5 separate regions of the Sus scrofa genome follow, and all the other regions are linked to region 3. A link is a contact called in public HiChIP or PLAC-seq and promoter capture Hi-C data. All regions are on one chromosome and are shown on one strand. The core of a region is the stretch at or near the end of the contact, and the rest is flanking DNA. Distances in the headings are between cores, read along the strand shown. Region 1 holds the start of PTGES3 (prostaglandin E synthase 3). Region 2 holds the start of NACA (nascent polypeptide-associated complex subunit alpha). Region 3 holds the start of SPRYD4 (SPRY domain-containing protein 4). Region 4 holds the start of COQ10A (coenzyme Q-binding protein COQ10 homolog A, mitochondrial). Region 5 holds the start of MYL6 (myosin, light chain 6, alkali, smooth muscle and non-muscle).

Evidence for each region. Promoter capture Hi-C pulls out the DNA fragments that hold promoters and counts their contacts. HiChIP or PLAC-seq counts read pairs in DNA pulled down with a chosen protein or histone mark.
Region 1: an H3K27ac HiChIP or PLAC-seq map of alveolar macrophages shows a contact between it and region 3. The contact joins the promoter of PTGES3 here to the promoter of SPRYD4 in region 3. A contact is called at or near these places in 2 of 5 promoter capture datasets (fetal skeletal muscle and liver) and 1 of 2 datasets of contacts at active chromatin or transcription factors (alveolar macrophages).
Region 2: an H3K27ac HiChIP or PLAC-seq map of alveolar macrophages shows a contact between it and region 3. The contact joins the promoter of NACA here to the promoter of SPRYD4 in region 3. A contact is called at or near these places in 1 of 5 promoter capture datasets (liver) and 1 of 2 datasets of contacts at active chromatin or transcription factors (alveolar macrophages).
Region 4: a promoter capture Hi-C map of fetal liver shows a contact between it and region 3, with 2.8 times the contacts expected there. The contact joins the promoter of COQ10A here to the promoter of SPRYD4 in region 3. A contact is called at or near these places in 2 of 5 promoter capture datasets (fetal liver and liver), 8 of 47 Hi-C or Micro-C datasets (alveolar macrophages, blood, embryonic fibroblasts and 5 more) and 2 of 2 datasets of contacts at active chromatin or transcription factors (alveolar macrophages and skeletal muscle).
Region 5: a contact with region 3 is called in an H3K27ac HiChIP or PLAC-seq map of alveolar macrophages. The contact joins the promoter of MYL6 here to the promoter of SPRYD4 in region 3. A contact is called at or near these places in 1 of 5 promoter capture datasets (liver) and 1 of 2 datasets of contacts at active chromatin or transcription factors (alveolar macrophages).

Annotation. Positions count from the first base shown.
Region 1 is chr5:22,021,518-22,024,217 of Sscrofa11.1, reverse strand. It overlaps PTGES3 (prostaglandin E synthase 3), which reads left to right and starts at 1,388. Exons shown (of 8, transcript XR_002344304.1): 1 at 1,388-2,700.
Region 2 is chr5:22,056,797-22,059,496 of Sscrofa11.1, reverse strand. It overlaps NACA (nascent polypeptide-associated complex subunit alpha), which reads left to right and starts at 1,401. Exons shown (of 9, transcript XR_002343981.1): 1 at 1,401-1,662; 2 at 2,450-2,547.
Region 3 is chr5:21,803,044-21,805,743 of Sscrofa11.1, reverse strand. SPRYD4 (SPRY domain-containing protein 4) reads right to left here and starts at 1,399. Exons shown (of 4, transcript XR_002344303.1): 1 at 1,245-1,399; 2 at 168-877. It overlaps MIP (lens fiber major intrinsic protein), which reads left to right and starts at 780. Exons shown (of 6, transcript XM_021092895.1): 1 at 780-910.
Region 4 is chr5:21,663,941-21,666,640 of Sscrofa11.1, reverse strand. It overlaps COQ10A (coenzyme Q-binding protein COQ10 homolog A, mitochondrial), which reads right to left and starts at 1,389. Exons shown (of 5, transcript XM_003126267.4): 1 at 1,045-1,389; 2 at 347-493. The coding sequence starts at 1,166.
Region 5 is chr5:21,557,943-21,560,642 of Sscrofa11.1, reverse strand. It overlaps MYL6 (myosin, light chain 6, alkali, smooth muscle and non-muscle), which reads right to left and starts at 1,318. Exons shown (of 7, transcript NM_001163997.1): 1 at 1,285-1,318; 2 at 994-1,021; 3 at 1-131. The coding sequence starts at 1,287. MYL6B (myosin light chain 6B) reads right to left here. Exons shown (of 8, transcript XM_003126266.3): 5 at 2,635-2,700; 6 at 2,072-2,149; 7 at 1,885-1,922; 8 at 1,648-1,758. The coding sequence ends at 1,894.

The sequences.
Region 1 (2,700 bases), core at 139-2,638, 220 kb before region 3:
TTGAAATAGGCCTAGGAATTTCTCTCTCAGGAAACTGTTAAGATTAAATTTGTCTGGCGTTCCCACTGTGGATCTGTCATTAAGGATCTGTCATTGCCACAACTCTGGTGTAGGTTCCAGCTGCGGCTCAGATTTGATCCCTGGCCTGGGAACTTCCATATGCCGGAGTGCAGCCCCCCCCAAAAAAAATTAAAGTTGTGAAATGAATCTAATACCAAGTACTTTCTTTCTGCCAATTCAGGTGGCAGACTTCTCTCCCCAAAACCCTAACCATACATGTTTGAATCTAGATTTTGCTCCCTACTGGATACAGAACTTTTTGATGAATTTGAAAAAGAGATCTGATACAGTTAGCTCCCATCAGCTAATGGATGAGATTAAAGGCATGGATAAAACCAGATTACAAGTTATCTGTGAAACTTCTGAGGAGCCACTTCCAGAGCTACACTAACATGAAATCCTTTGAAATATATCCAATGGGAGTAGTAAATAAACTATAAATTATGATGCAATGGATTTGAATTTTCAGAAATTTCTTGTGTGAAAGGCAGTTTTTCTCACAGCACTTGATAGGGGAAATTGCCAGTTTTTTCAGGTTGCAGACTTTTAAATGCCTATCTTCAATTCAGTTCCATTTTCAGTTCATCTTATGTTGTTGCCAAATTAATCTTTTTAGAACACAAATGTTACTCCCATTCAAAAAAACTTCAATAGCTTCCCACTGTCATAGAAATAAGTCAAAAACAATTAGCCTGATAATTAGTGCCACCATTATTTATGACCTACCTTCCCTCTACACTCTGGATTACCTAGGTCAGAGATTGGTAAACTTTCTGCAACCACTAATCTTTGCATGGCCTTCAAGAATGATTTTTACATTTTTAAAGGGTTGAAAAAGAAAATCAGAGTTCCCATAGTGGCTCAGCAGAAACGAACCTGTCTAGTATCCATGAGGAAGCAGGTTCTATCCCTGGCCTCACTCAGTGGGTTAAGGATCTGGCGTTACTATGGCTGTGCTGTAGGCCGGGCAGCTGCAGCTCAGATTTCAACCTCTAGTCTGGGAACCTCCATATGCCGCGGGAGCAGCCCTAAAAAGAGGCTACCAGTGGAATTGGAGTTGTAGCTGCTGGCCTTCACCACACCACTGCAACTTGGGGTCTGAGCCTTGTCTGCAACCTACACCCCAGCTGACCGCAAAGCTGGATCCTTAACCCACTGAGCAAGGTCAAGGATCAAACTCGCATCCACATGGATCCTAATCCAGTTCGTTTCTGCTGAGCCAGGAAAGGAACTCCAGACTCAAACATCTTGATGTATTTTGTTTTCCGAAATAAGCAGTAGGCTCCTTAGAATGACAGTATTTTTTTTTTTTTTTTTTTTAAAGGGCTACGTGGGCAGTATATGGAAGCTGCCAGGCTAGGGGTCAAATCAGAGCTGTAGTTGCTGGCCTACCCACAGCCACAGCAAGGCCAGATCTGAGCCGCAATCTGCAACCTACACCACAGCTGATGGCAGCTCCCCACCCTTAACCCACTGAGGCTAAGGATCGAACCCGCATCCTCATGGATAATCCAGTTTGTTATTGCTGAGCCACAATGGAACTCCAGAATCACAGTATTTGAGAGCTGGGGTTTAACTTTCTTTAACAGGATTGGAGCCTAGGGTCCAATGTCTGTAGTTCCCAACACCTGCCTTGCATAGCATAGACACTAATTAATGCTGCATATGAAGCTTCCAAACACTCTCCAAAATGTCTTACGGCACTTTCCTTAAACCTCCTCTGTGTCCTAACAAGCAGCGTATTGATGTATTTCTCCCTTACTTCCCGGCTAAGCGATTTCTAGAGTGGACAAGTTACCATTTTGATTCTCTTGGTTAGTAACACCCATTAGCACCTAACCAGGTAACAGCTGAAAAAAGATGAGGTTTCCCCCCTCCCCTACAGGATCAGCCTGGAGACTCCAAGTGTCCTGGTCTCTCCATTCCCGCAAACTTAGACTCATTTAATAACTTTCCTCTCGCATCAAAGCAGGTGCGAATGCCGGTCAGCCAAAGACCTCGAATTTCCGCGGCCCCTGGACAGGTTCTCCACCCCTCAGAAAGACGGCGAGGAGGACCCAGGCCTGTGACTCAGGTTAGCCCTTTCCCTCAAATATCACCAGCGGAGGCTTTGCCCATCTTTTTGCCGTAGACTGTTTTCTCAGTGAGCCGATGTACTCCCTCAAGTAACCGATCCCCTATTTCACTTTTCAAGCCTCCAGACTCTGCGTCCATCCGCCTCGGCCTTCCTCCCTCGGTTAACGCGACAGTTTCTCGGGGAGATCGCCCAAGGCGCGTGGCAGGGCGGTTAGGCGACCAACGGTTTCCACCGCGAGGAGGGGGGAGCGGGCAAAGCGGCGGGAACCAGTCGAGCCGGAGGCAGCCGACGTGGGGCGGGGCCAGCCCCGGGAAGGATCGCGAAGGAGCTGGGAAGCCCCGCCCTTTCCGTAGATATCTCTAGAAAGCCGCGCAGGAGCCCGAAAACAAAGAGTGCGCACGCGCGGCGGCTGGGCCCGGGCATTTTGCTGCGTCACCAGCCGCCGCCCGGCCTCACCACCCCTCGCTCGCACGCACGCACGTTCATTCTCCGTTCTCGCGCCCCTTTTCCTACACTTTCCTTTTCTCCCCGACCGGAGGAGTCGCTCTGCCCGCGCGGTGCAT
Region 2 (2,700 bases), core at 152-2,651, 250 kb before region 3:
TAGTATGAGAAGACAGTATAGTAAGAATGTGTATATATGTATGACTGGGTCACTATGCTATACAGCAGAAATTGACACAACACTGCAAATCAACTATGCTGTAATAAAAATAAAATTCATATTCATATCCACAACATCGCTTCTCCTATTTGAAGAAAATGTCAGAATTTTTCATTCCTGATAAACTCCTCTTTTTCATTTAATCCTAATTCATTAACCCTAAGCCTCAGTTTATTATGGCAAAATACCAGAAAATTTAAAGTAGTTTTCAGTACATTTAAGTGCTCTGCTTATCTTAAAAGGCAGCCAAAATTGTCTTAAAGCCAGTAGCTCAAGTAGCGTTGGCTGATTTAGTAATTGTTGCGTCCTTTTGGAGAAAGGATATTGGAATCAATACCCTAGCCTTTTCATTTACAAAACACTTGTTACAATCTACCTTTCAAAACTCCTACTTTTGGAGTTCCCGTCGTGGTGCAGTGGTTAACAAATCTGACTAGGAACCATGAGGTTGAGGGTTCGATCCCTGGCCTCGCTCAGTGGGTTAAAGATCCAGCGTCGCCGTGAGCTGTGGTGTAGGTCGCAGACGCGGCTCGGATCCTGCGTTGTTGTGGCTCTGGTGTAGGCTGGCAGCTACAGCTCCGATTCGACCCCTAGCCTGGGAACCTCCATATGCCGCAGGAGCGGCCCAAGAAATGGCAAAAAGACAAAAACAAAAACAAACTCCTACTTTTGGGAGTTCCCTTAGTGGCGCAGCGAAAACGAATCCAACTTGGAACCATGAGGTTGCGGGTTCAATCCCTGGCCTCCCTCAGTGGGTTAGGATCCGGCGTTGCCATGAGCTGTGGTGTAGGTCGCAGATGCGGCTCTGATCTGGTGTTGTGGCCGCGGTGTAGGCCAGCAGTTACAGCTCTGATTAGACCCCTAGCCTGGGAACCTCCATATGCTGTGGGTGTGGCTCTAAAAAGACCAAAAAAAAAAACAAACAAAAAAAAAAAAACTTACTTTGTAAAGTGTGGGGTCCTGAGCCTCTAGAACAGATGTGTTTCAAGATAAAGTGTCCAAAATAGAGGCAAAAAGAATTGTATGTGTGCCTATGCTCGTTTTTTGTGAGGGGAATTTATGCCTTGATAATTTCAGTCTAAATTATATACTCCAAAAATAAGACAATCGAGGGTTAACCTAAGTCTCAGCTACCTTCCAGTGGTGTGAACAATCTCTGTGGCATTGGAATATTATTTAATACCTCACGTTTTCCTACATTCCTTCCTGAGAAAAGGAAGTCAGTAGTAACACCGCAGTGGGCTACATTGCCAACAGGAAAGCAAAGGTTGTTTCTCACACAGTTGCCCTTCGCGTATCAAAAATCCCTCGACCTGGGGGACAGGAAGGTGTCGGCTATCTAAGGACTACACGGCTCGGAGCAGAGTTCCTGCCAGGCCAGCGCGTCGCGTTCTGAATTCTTACCCTTATTTAGACCTTGTCACCACCCTTCCCGGGGAACAGCCGGACGGCTCACTGGTAGGAAGTGACTACAGGCAGCTCCTGACCCGGAATCGGATCCTGGCCCCGCCCCCTCCGCCAGGCTTCCTTCTGCAACAGGCGTGGGTCACGCTCTCGCTCGCTCTCTTTCTGCCGCCATCTTGGTTCCGCGTTCCCCGCACAGTAAGTGCTGTCTTCGCCACTACTTTTATCCGCAGCCATCCGCCTTTCTTGCTGGCTGAGCCGTCCCGAGGACTATCAGCTAAGGCGAACTGGAGGTTTTATGGGGCCACCGGGTTCCTACTCTGCCCTGGGCAGTGTGGCCTTGGGGCCCCCGGACAAAATGGGGTCTGCTGTTTATATCCTGGCAGTAGGGCAGAAAGGCCGTGAGCCGGGAGTCCAGGGCTGGGTAAATGGGAGCCATTGCGGCTGTGGGGATGGAAGTGGGGTGCGTCTGCTGTTGGAAACGGCTTCACGAGGACCCAGAGGAGGTTGAGGGGTCATAGCGTTGGAACATTCCCCCCCAACACACACACACCCTTCTTTAGTGTGACAAGTGAATATTGGGACTGAGGTCACCTTTCCTCTCCTGGTTCCCGAAAGTCGGGCAGACGGGAGTCCTGGAGGTCGTGACCCAGGAGAGGGGGTGAGGAGGGAGAGGTGGTTCAGTATAGCGTCTTCCGTCTCCCATGCTAGGGAGCCTGACGGGGATTCTCTCCCTCGGATTGAGAATGCAGCGATGATTGCTGCTCTGTAGGATTTGGAGTGTTGAATGAAACAAATTCCTGGGTACTGAGAAATCCGCTTTGTGGGAGTGAAAAAGCGATAATAGAAGGTGATTCTCTTCATCAGAGGATTACGTCGTATTTCTCACCAGTGTGGGGAGGGTTCTCCCGAACACCCGTCTTATGCAAAATTTTAAAGAGTATTTGACTGGGTTGGGCAGCAGAACGGATCCGAGTCAATTCAGGCCTCCTTTTTATTCCCTTCCTTCAGAAATGCCCGGTGAAGCCACAGAAACCGTTCCTGCTACAGAGCAGGAGTTGCCACAGCCCCAGGCTGAGACAGGTAGGTTCCCCTAGATCCTTGTTAATTAAGATTGACCCTAAAACCATTTGGTGGTAACATGACGAAGACAATACACTTCAGTCTTTTAGTGTTAACTCTATTAAAGACGGGGAGCACCTGATAGTGAATGTCTTGAAGGGACTTCCTTAGGGA
Region 3 (2,700 bases), core at 150-2,649:
ATGTGTGGGCAAAGGGAGGAAGAGGTAGCACAGTGATGAATAAATTCTAACAAAGCTGAAAGGTAAGACTCCAGGACTGAATACAGTCTGAGAAAGTACATTCATGGTAGCCTAGGAAATTGGCAGTAGTTTGGGGGAGGGGAGAGGGTGGCTGGCTGTATGCCTACCTTTCACAGGACGGGAAACAAAGACGACTGAGATATTGCACAGAGGACCTGTCACTGAACTAGTGACAGGTGGGAGCTGGTACTTGCTTGGGCCACAATTAAAAGGTTTCGGACACTTTTTGAGCAGGAGGCTGGCCAAGAGCATGATTAGGGACTTCAGTGATGGACATATTAGAGGCCTTCTGGTACCTCAAGCCCTGAGTGAGTCAGCAGTTCTCCATCCCAAAGGGCAAAGGCAGGCACCACTGGACCCCGGAAATCTGTCTGTAGTGTATGGACCACAGCAACCCGGTTCACATCCACCAGGCTCAGCTTCTGGGCCTCATACTCCAGCAGCAGCCCCACCTTCTCTGGCTGCCCAATGCCCTCAATAGGGGCCTTCTCGTTGGCCAACATGGTGTGCCACTTGCGCTGGGCATAGGTGAACACCCAGGAACGGTCGTCAACACCGATGCAGCTATCCCGGGACATGTCCACATCTGCCACTCCTATCCGGAATTGCTGTGAGCGCTTCACTGTCACCTCCCAGTAGTGTCTGCCACTGGTGATCGCTGTGTCTGCCAACACCACTGCCCACTCCCGGAAGCGCTCCACATTCAGGGCCAATTTTGTGGGCTCCAATCCCACCATGCCATATTTGACACCTGTGTCACTTTTGAAGAGGGCCAAGCTGCTGTGGGCTGTCTTTTCTTCCAGTTTGAAACTGACGCCTGCCGGGCAGAGAAGAGAAACGGGATAATGAGGTGAGCTAGAACTCTAGAGCTAGCGACATACACATATTCTGATCTGAAGCAGACAGTCATGAGATTACCAGGAAACGTGAATCAGAATTTCAAGCGAGAACGACAGTGGGGGCACTTTAGTATGGATAGCCCAAGAAGCCGAAAAGCTTGGACTGGGAAAGCCCTAGAATTTAAGGAAACCAGAGAAGGTCCCAAGTTTGGAATCTCAAGACCAACGCAGATGGGGGAGGGGAAACGAATCGAAGGGACTGGAGTTGTTTCTCTGAGCAGGCTCTAAGAATAACAGACCGAAACTACCTTGGAAGTGAAAGAGAATAAAAGGGGGTAATCCTACCTCTGCGGGTTTCCGCGGCAGCAATCCCTAACCTTTTGGCTCCCCAGCGGCACAGGCACAGTGGACGTGCAAAGGGCAGCGCCATCTTGCGCTCCGGATGAAGAGGACACGCCCCCCATCTGAGACCCTGCTTTCCTCCCGCGGGTTCCCATCACACGTTGCGCGCAAGGGGCGTCGCGCGGTGTGATGACGTAGGGGAGCCAGCGCCTGGCAGGGAGCCGCCATTTTAGTGAGTTCTGTTTGGTTTCACCCGTGCTTGGTCCAATTTATAAAGTTTTTCTGCAGAGAGGAAAGCTGCTCACGTTTTAACTAAATAGGATCTTTAGAAAAAGGATGTAGCAAAATGGCTAGACGTACAGATCTTAGAATTAAACAGTAATTAGGAGTTCCCGTCGTGGCTCAGTGGTTAACGAATCCGACTAGGAACCATTCAGTTGAGGGTTCGGTCCCTGCCCTTGCTCAGTGGGTCGACGATCCAGCGTTGCCGTGAGCTGTGGTGTAGGTCGCAGACGCGGCTCGGATCCCGCGTTGCTGTGGCTCTGGCGTAGGCTGGCAGCTACAGCTCCGATTCGACCCCTAGCCTGGGAACCTCCATATGCCGCGGGGAGCGGCCCAAGAAATGGCAAAAAGACAACAACAACAACAAAAAAGAATTAAGCAATAATTGGATTCGAACCCGGCTCCTCTGTTTGGCTTTGGGCAAATCAGTTAACTTCTCTAAGCCTTAATGGTTTCACTTGTAGAACAGAAAAATGTCTAGCCGTCAGGCCCTAGTAAAAATTAAACCAGAGAACAATCTAGGATACATCTTGACAAATAGCAACCACTGGGTAAGTGGTTGTACTAATAAATACTGAGTACTATAAATGTTGGTTTTGTGTTTTCAGCGCTGGCAATGGAAGGTTTAACAACAGAGAAATATCACTATTTTGGTTCAGAATGGAACTTAGGAGATGGGTGATTATGGCGGGCCTACATTTTTAACATTTTTATTTTCTTGATATTCTACATCCCTGCGTTTCAGACTGTTCACTTCAGGTGGGAGAGCCCCAGTTTCCTCAAGATCTCAACATTCTGCTGGCCAGCCCAATAAAATTTCCCTGCTTTAGCATTACAACCACCCATGCTGTGGATATGTCCCTTGCTCAGGCCACTGTTATCCTTGATATGAATTGGGGCTTTTTTGTTTTAAATGTAACCTGGGAGTTCCTGATGTTGTGCAGTGGTTAAGGATATGGATTGTCTCTGTGGCCCAGGTCCCTGCTGCAGATCCCTCCTCCAAGGAACTTCCATATGCTATGGTGCGGCCAAAAATAAAGCTAAATAAATGAATGAATGTAGTAGCTTATAAACTGGTCTCCAGTTTCCATCCGACTGCTTTAATCCAATGTCCACACTACAGAGTGATTTTATGTCACAAATCTGATGATGCACTCCTCTAACTAAAATCTTTCAA
Region 4 (2,700 bases), core at 140-2,639, 140 kb after region 3:
ATTCGACCCCTAGCCTGGGAACTTCCATACGCCGTGGGTGCGGCCCTAAAAAAAAGTGTTAGCTCATATTGTGCTCAGAATAATAAAGTCAGGTCAGCAGAGAAATAATACCCTGTTGTCATGTTGTCCAACTCTAGTCACATTTCACTTAATGCACAGCAACAAAGAAGGGGGAAATTAAGGCCGACAGAGGAGGATAAAGGATCGGTAATATAGCTGGGGAGAATGGGATGGCCAGGGATGAATCCTGCCCCCTATCGCCATCCTTATGTTCTAGCCAGGACATAGTTTTTTGTTTAGAGGGAAAGGGAATGTGCAGAGAAGCTAAACAGGAGAGGATGCTCACCCCATGATCCTACGCTCGGAGTAAGCCTTTCGCTTGTTGGTGAAGGGGGCAGCAAAGCCCATAAAGGAACGTCTGGGAGATAAGTCAGCCTCAGCCGCCAAGACCTGGACAGCCCGGGGCAAGAAGAGGCTGCAGGACATCAGAAATCTAAGGCCAAAAGGAAAGGAGAGAGAAACGTCACGAATCTTTCCTTGTGTTCCTCAACCAGGTGAAAGTGAAGAGGGGCATATCCCCGAGGAAGGTCGTCCAGACAAGCTTTCCCCCTAGCACCTGCTGCAGCCCGCCAAGCTCCCCAGCCAGGCAGTCACGAGTGCGAAAAGGTCGAGGGCGGCTGAGGACAGTGCCCAGAGAGGAGATGGGAAAAAGCGGGGTGCGTGCGAAGCTCCAGTTGCCTTAGACTGGAGGGTACGCTGTTGCTGAATGCGAGGGCTCTAAAGAAACATCATAGTCCGCTGAGCCTCGCCAACCGCATTGGTGCAGGATGCCCATGAGGGGCAAGAAGTGGTTCGGTACCCACCCTGGGGACTCCGCCTCGCGAAAAACTCGCAAAAGAGTCCCCAAAGCTCTGCATTAGATGCCACGGTGCCGCTGCCGTCCACGCTGCGCTTGCAGCCAGACTCGCAACCCTCCATCACGGAACTTCGGGGTACTGGAAGACCCTCTTTGCTCGCGCGCTGCCTCCCGCACCACCGTCTCACCTCATTGGTCCTGGCGGTCGCAGAGGGCCCGGGGGCGGGGCCGGGCGCACAGAGAAGCCACCGCAACCCCGGGCAGCGGCGCGCGTACCCGCCGGGAGCCGCCGCGCGCCCGCCGAGGCCATGCGCGCGACCCTCCCTTGCCCTTTTGGCTCTGATACCCGCTGCGCCTTCCTCACTCCAGAGGAAGAGCGGAGGGAAGCGATCGCTGGGCGAGTTCAGGGCCCCCGAGGGCCGGGCCGGCGGCTCCTCCCGCCCGGGCGACTGGGTAGCCTAGAACTGAAGCCGCGACCGCTGCTCCCGCGGCTCTCAGTACCCCCACGTCACGCTGTTGCCATGGCTCAGGACCCGGAGAGGGGGGAAGGAAGGGGACCACGCGGCCTGTCGGGAGATGTAGTTTCGCACCTCTGGCGAGAAAAGGGAGCTGGAGTTAGTGTTTGAAAGGATGCAGAACGAGGTCGCCAGGGAAACTAATTTAGCGAGTCCGTAGTCACAGACTTGATACATAAGCACAGAGGCGACTTCATGGGCCTGTCGACTGCAGAAGCCCGTGGGTCTTCTGAATGTTTTTCTTAGAACCTTTACCATATTTTGCCTTGTTTATAGTTAGAAGTTCCTTTGATCTTTGTAGCCTCCATAGTGCCTAGTATCTTTGAGAAAGAAAATTAAATTAACCTTCCAAGCTCTGGGATAAGAGTTTGCGTAGTTTTCTCTTTTGATATTTATAGAGGGAGTTCTCTTGTATCTCAGTGGGTTAAGGATTCAGCATTGTCACTGCAGCTCAGGTGGCAGGGTTCGATCTCTGGCCGGAGAACTGTAGGTACAGCCAAAAAAAAAAAAAAAAAGAAAAGAAAAAGAAAGAAAAAGATGTTTATGCTATTGCAGTGCAATTCAAGCCTCTCTGCTTTAGTCTTTAGAGCATAAATCTTTTTTTTGTGTGTGTGTGTGTCTTTTTGCCATTTCTTGGGCCGCTCCTGCGGCATATGGAGGTTCCCAGGCTAGGGGTCCAATCGGAGCTGTGGCCGCCAGCCTAAGCCAGAGCCACAGCAGGGCAGGATCCCAGCCGCGTCTGCGACCTACGCCACAGCTCACGGCAACACCGGATCGTTAACCCACTGAGCAAGGGCAGGGATTGAACCCGCAACCTCATGGTTCCTAGTCGGATTCATCAACCACTGCGCCACAATGGGAACTCCAGAGCATAAATCTTTAGCCATGCCCTCCACATTCAGGAAATCTTTAGCTGAGTAGTGTTGTGAGGGTGAGGGGATACAGCTAGCATCCATGAGGATGAGGATTTGATCCCTGGCCTTGCTAAGTGGGTTAAGGATCCAGCGTTGCCATGAGCTGTGGTTGTAGGTCCAAGAGATGGCTTGGATCCTGTGTTGCTGTGGCTGTGGCTGGCAGCTGCAGCTCTGACTCGACCCCTAGCCTGTGAACTCCCATATGCTGCAGATGCCCCCTCCCCCCAGAAAAGGAGTTCTCTTGTGGCTCAAGAGGTTAAGGATACAGCCATTGTCACTACAACAGCTTGGGTCTCTGCTAAGGCACGTGTTCCACCTGCTGGCATAAGAACACCTGCTGGGGGTAACTGCCAAAAGAAAAACAAAGACTGTTACTTTGGGGTCTAATTGTTGTATGGAACAGAGATATCTTGTC
Region 5 (2,700 bases), core at 69-2,568, 250 kb after region 3:
GTTCCCCAGGACCTTGAGCACCTCGGCGTTGGTGGGGTTCTGGCCCAGGGCCCTCATCACGTCCCCACACTGGCTGTACAGGATCTTGCCATCCCCTGTTCGGTCAAACAGCTGGAAGGCCTCCTTGAACTCTGAGGATTCGGATAAACATCAGCACCTGGCAGGCACAGATGAACCCAAACCCTCCCTCACAGTCCCCGTTGCCCATTCAACTTTAATCACGCTGAGGAAACCAGATATTTATACCACTGTACACCCAAGCCCTCTAAGAGGGATCTAGTGTCCCTTCTTCCCAACTCAGGTGTCCCACATAAAGACAGCTCTCCTCAAGCCCTGGCAGAGTGGTAACTGCCATTTCCATACCCCCTCTGCCTACAGCAAGCCTGCCCAGCCTCCTCACTACAGTACTCAGGGCAGGAATTTGCCACCGCCCAGTCTGGGCCTTGTCCTTATAAGGAAGTGGGAGCAGCAGCCTGGGACTGGGGTCATCCCAGCCTGCCACTCTCACCCCTTCAGTACAGAAAGAAATCTTTCAGAGAGTATAGCTGCAAAGAAGCGTCCTCAACAAACTCCCCTGTACCAGCAAAACAACAGGTCACTGCTTCTTACAACCTTCACAATTCCAAGCTGGGGGAGGGGGAAAGTTAGCACAGGAGGAGAGAAGAGGCAGAAGGAGGTGATTAAGGAACAGAGGAGCACAAGCAGCTTAATACATCACTCCCGAGCCCCACACACGGCAGACATTGGTGGCCAAGCTGTTTCACATGCTCACACCACCTACAGAACTCACCCGGTGCTTGGGGCTCAGATCTAGAGTAGAAAGGGAGGGAGGAAGAAAGATTGAGAAAAGAAAATGGAGGCCCAGAAGGAGGGAGAAGGGAATCCACGAGGTACTCCCTTGTGGGTGCTGAAGAAATGACAGGTAGGGGGTAGGTGCTAGAAGGAATGTCCCTCTCCCTAAGCATGACCTCAGCGGGGTCAGAGATTACCTACCTGCGGTCTGGTCCTCGGTGAAGTCACACTGCTCGGAGAAGAGGGGAGCGATCAGCATCTTAACTCCAATCCCCCAAGCTTCCAGCCCCGTCCCAAGAACTCTGAACCACGAACTCCTGTTCCATCCTGGGCACTCTCGCTTCCCAGCAGGGCAGGCTCTCAACATCTCCAACCCCACCTCCAACCCTCAAGTCCCTTTGCCCCCTACCTTCTGCCTTCTCTTCGCCCCCTACCCCCGGCTTCCCGCCTCTCGCCCCCAATCCCGCTCATCCTCCCAGCCCCGGGCCCCACCATCTTGACTGCTTGGCTCTGCGGGACCTTTTCCTGCAGTAATGGCTCCGGTTCTCGGCCCAACCCTAGTCTTAGTACGTCCCAATGACGTCACCCTCCGTTGACCCAGCCAATAGGGATCCTGGCCCGGTCTTATGCAGATGCTGCTGCTACATTAGTAAGGAGGTGGGCGGGGCCCGCTGCGGCTCATTTTTCAGAATAGTCCTACCCGGGGCACAGAAACCGCAGAGGAGGGTGGGGTGGGGCGCAAGGAATCTCCTCCTGCGAGCCGCAGGAAAATCGGGGGATGTCGGATTTGGGAGAGGAGATCCCTCCCTTTCCTTCCTTCCCTCCCCCACCTCTGAAGAAAGCAAGAGTCGGAGGTTTAGGGGAGGAACCGTCACTTTATTTTGAAACAATAGGTGGCCTCCTAGCGGCAGGAACTTGCTTTCGCCCGCGAGGGGTAGGGGGACTCCTTGTCGAGCCCCACTGCACCTGTGGAAAAAGATGAACGTTGCCAAATCCTGGAGCTCAAGCGCGCAGCAGGACGTGGAAACGTATGTCTCTGGTAGAGGGAAGGGAAGCAGGCTGGCCTCACAAGGCGAAGTGGGAGGGCCCTACCTGTAGAGCTCAGACGCTCAGGATGTGCTTCAGGAAGGCTGCAGAGAGAGGAGGCAAGAGGGGCTTCAGAAGATGGTCTTGATAATCCATCTGACTTTAGATAATTTGGGCCACAGGACGCGCCCCCACATACGAGGAGCCTCATGCTTCCCCTCTTCCCCTGTCTCTTCAGCTCCTAGCCGCTCACCTTCATAGTTGATGCAGCCGTTGCTGTCCTCATGTCCTGCCAGAACTGTCTCCACCTCCTCTTCAGTCATCCTCTCTCCTAAACCCCAGACACAGCGTTTTAGCCCCTGCCTTCCCTCCCTCATCAACCCAGGCCTCATTCTTCTGGGTGGTACCTCTTCTCCCACCCTGGAGACTTGCCCATAGCAACAGTCCCCCAAGAGAATCCTGTCCTTGTAATGCGCATGCCTTGAATGCCTCCCAGCATCTTGCTTTCCATTTCACCTCAGTTACACCTGGTGAAAGCTCCACAGACAAGGAAACTGAATTTCAGAGGATTAAGAGACACATACCATATCACAGAGGCCAACCATCTCTTCCAAAATAGAAGCTCAGATCTCCCATCTCATCCCCTTTCCTCTGCCCTTTGGGAGGCATCTGTACCCCAGAAGCAGGCTCTGACCTTCTCGGTCTTCTGCCCATGACCTCCAGGACAGTAATCCCTCCCTGGCTCTGCCTGCTTGGCTAACCTTCTTCTTGGTTCACCCCCTCCTCTCCACCCCACAGTTCTGGTCCCTGCCTCACCCAGGGTAGTGAGGACATGTCTGAGCTCTGCTCCCATGACTTTGCCGTTCCCCTCTTTGTCAAACA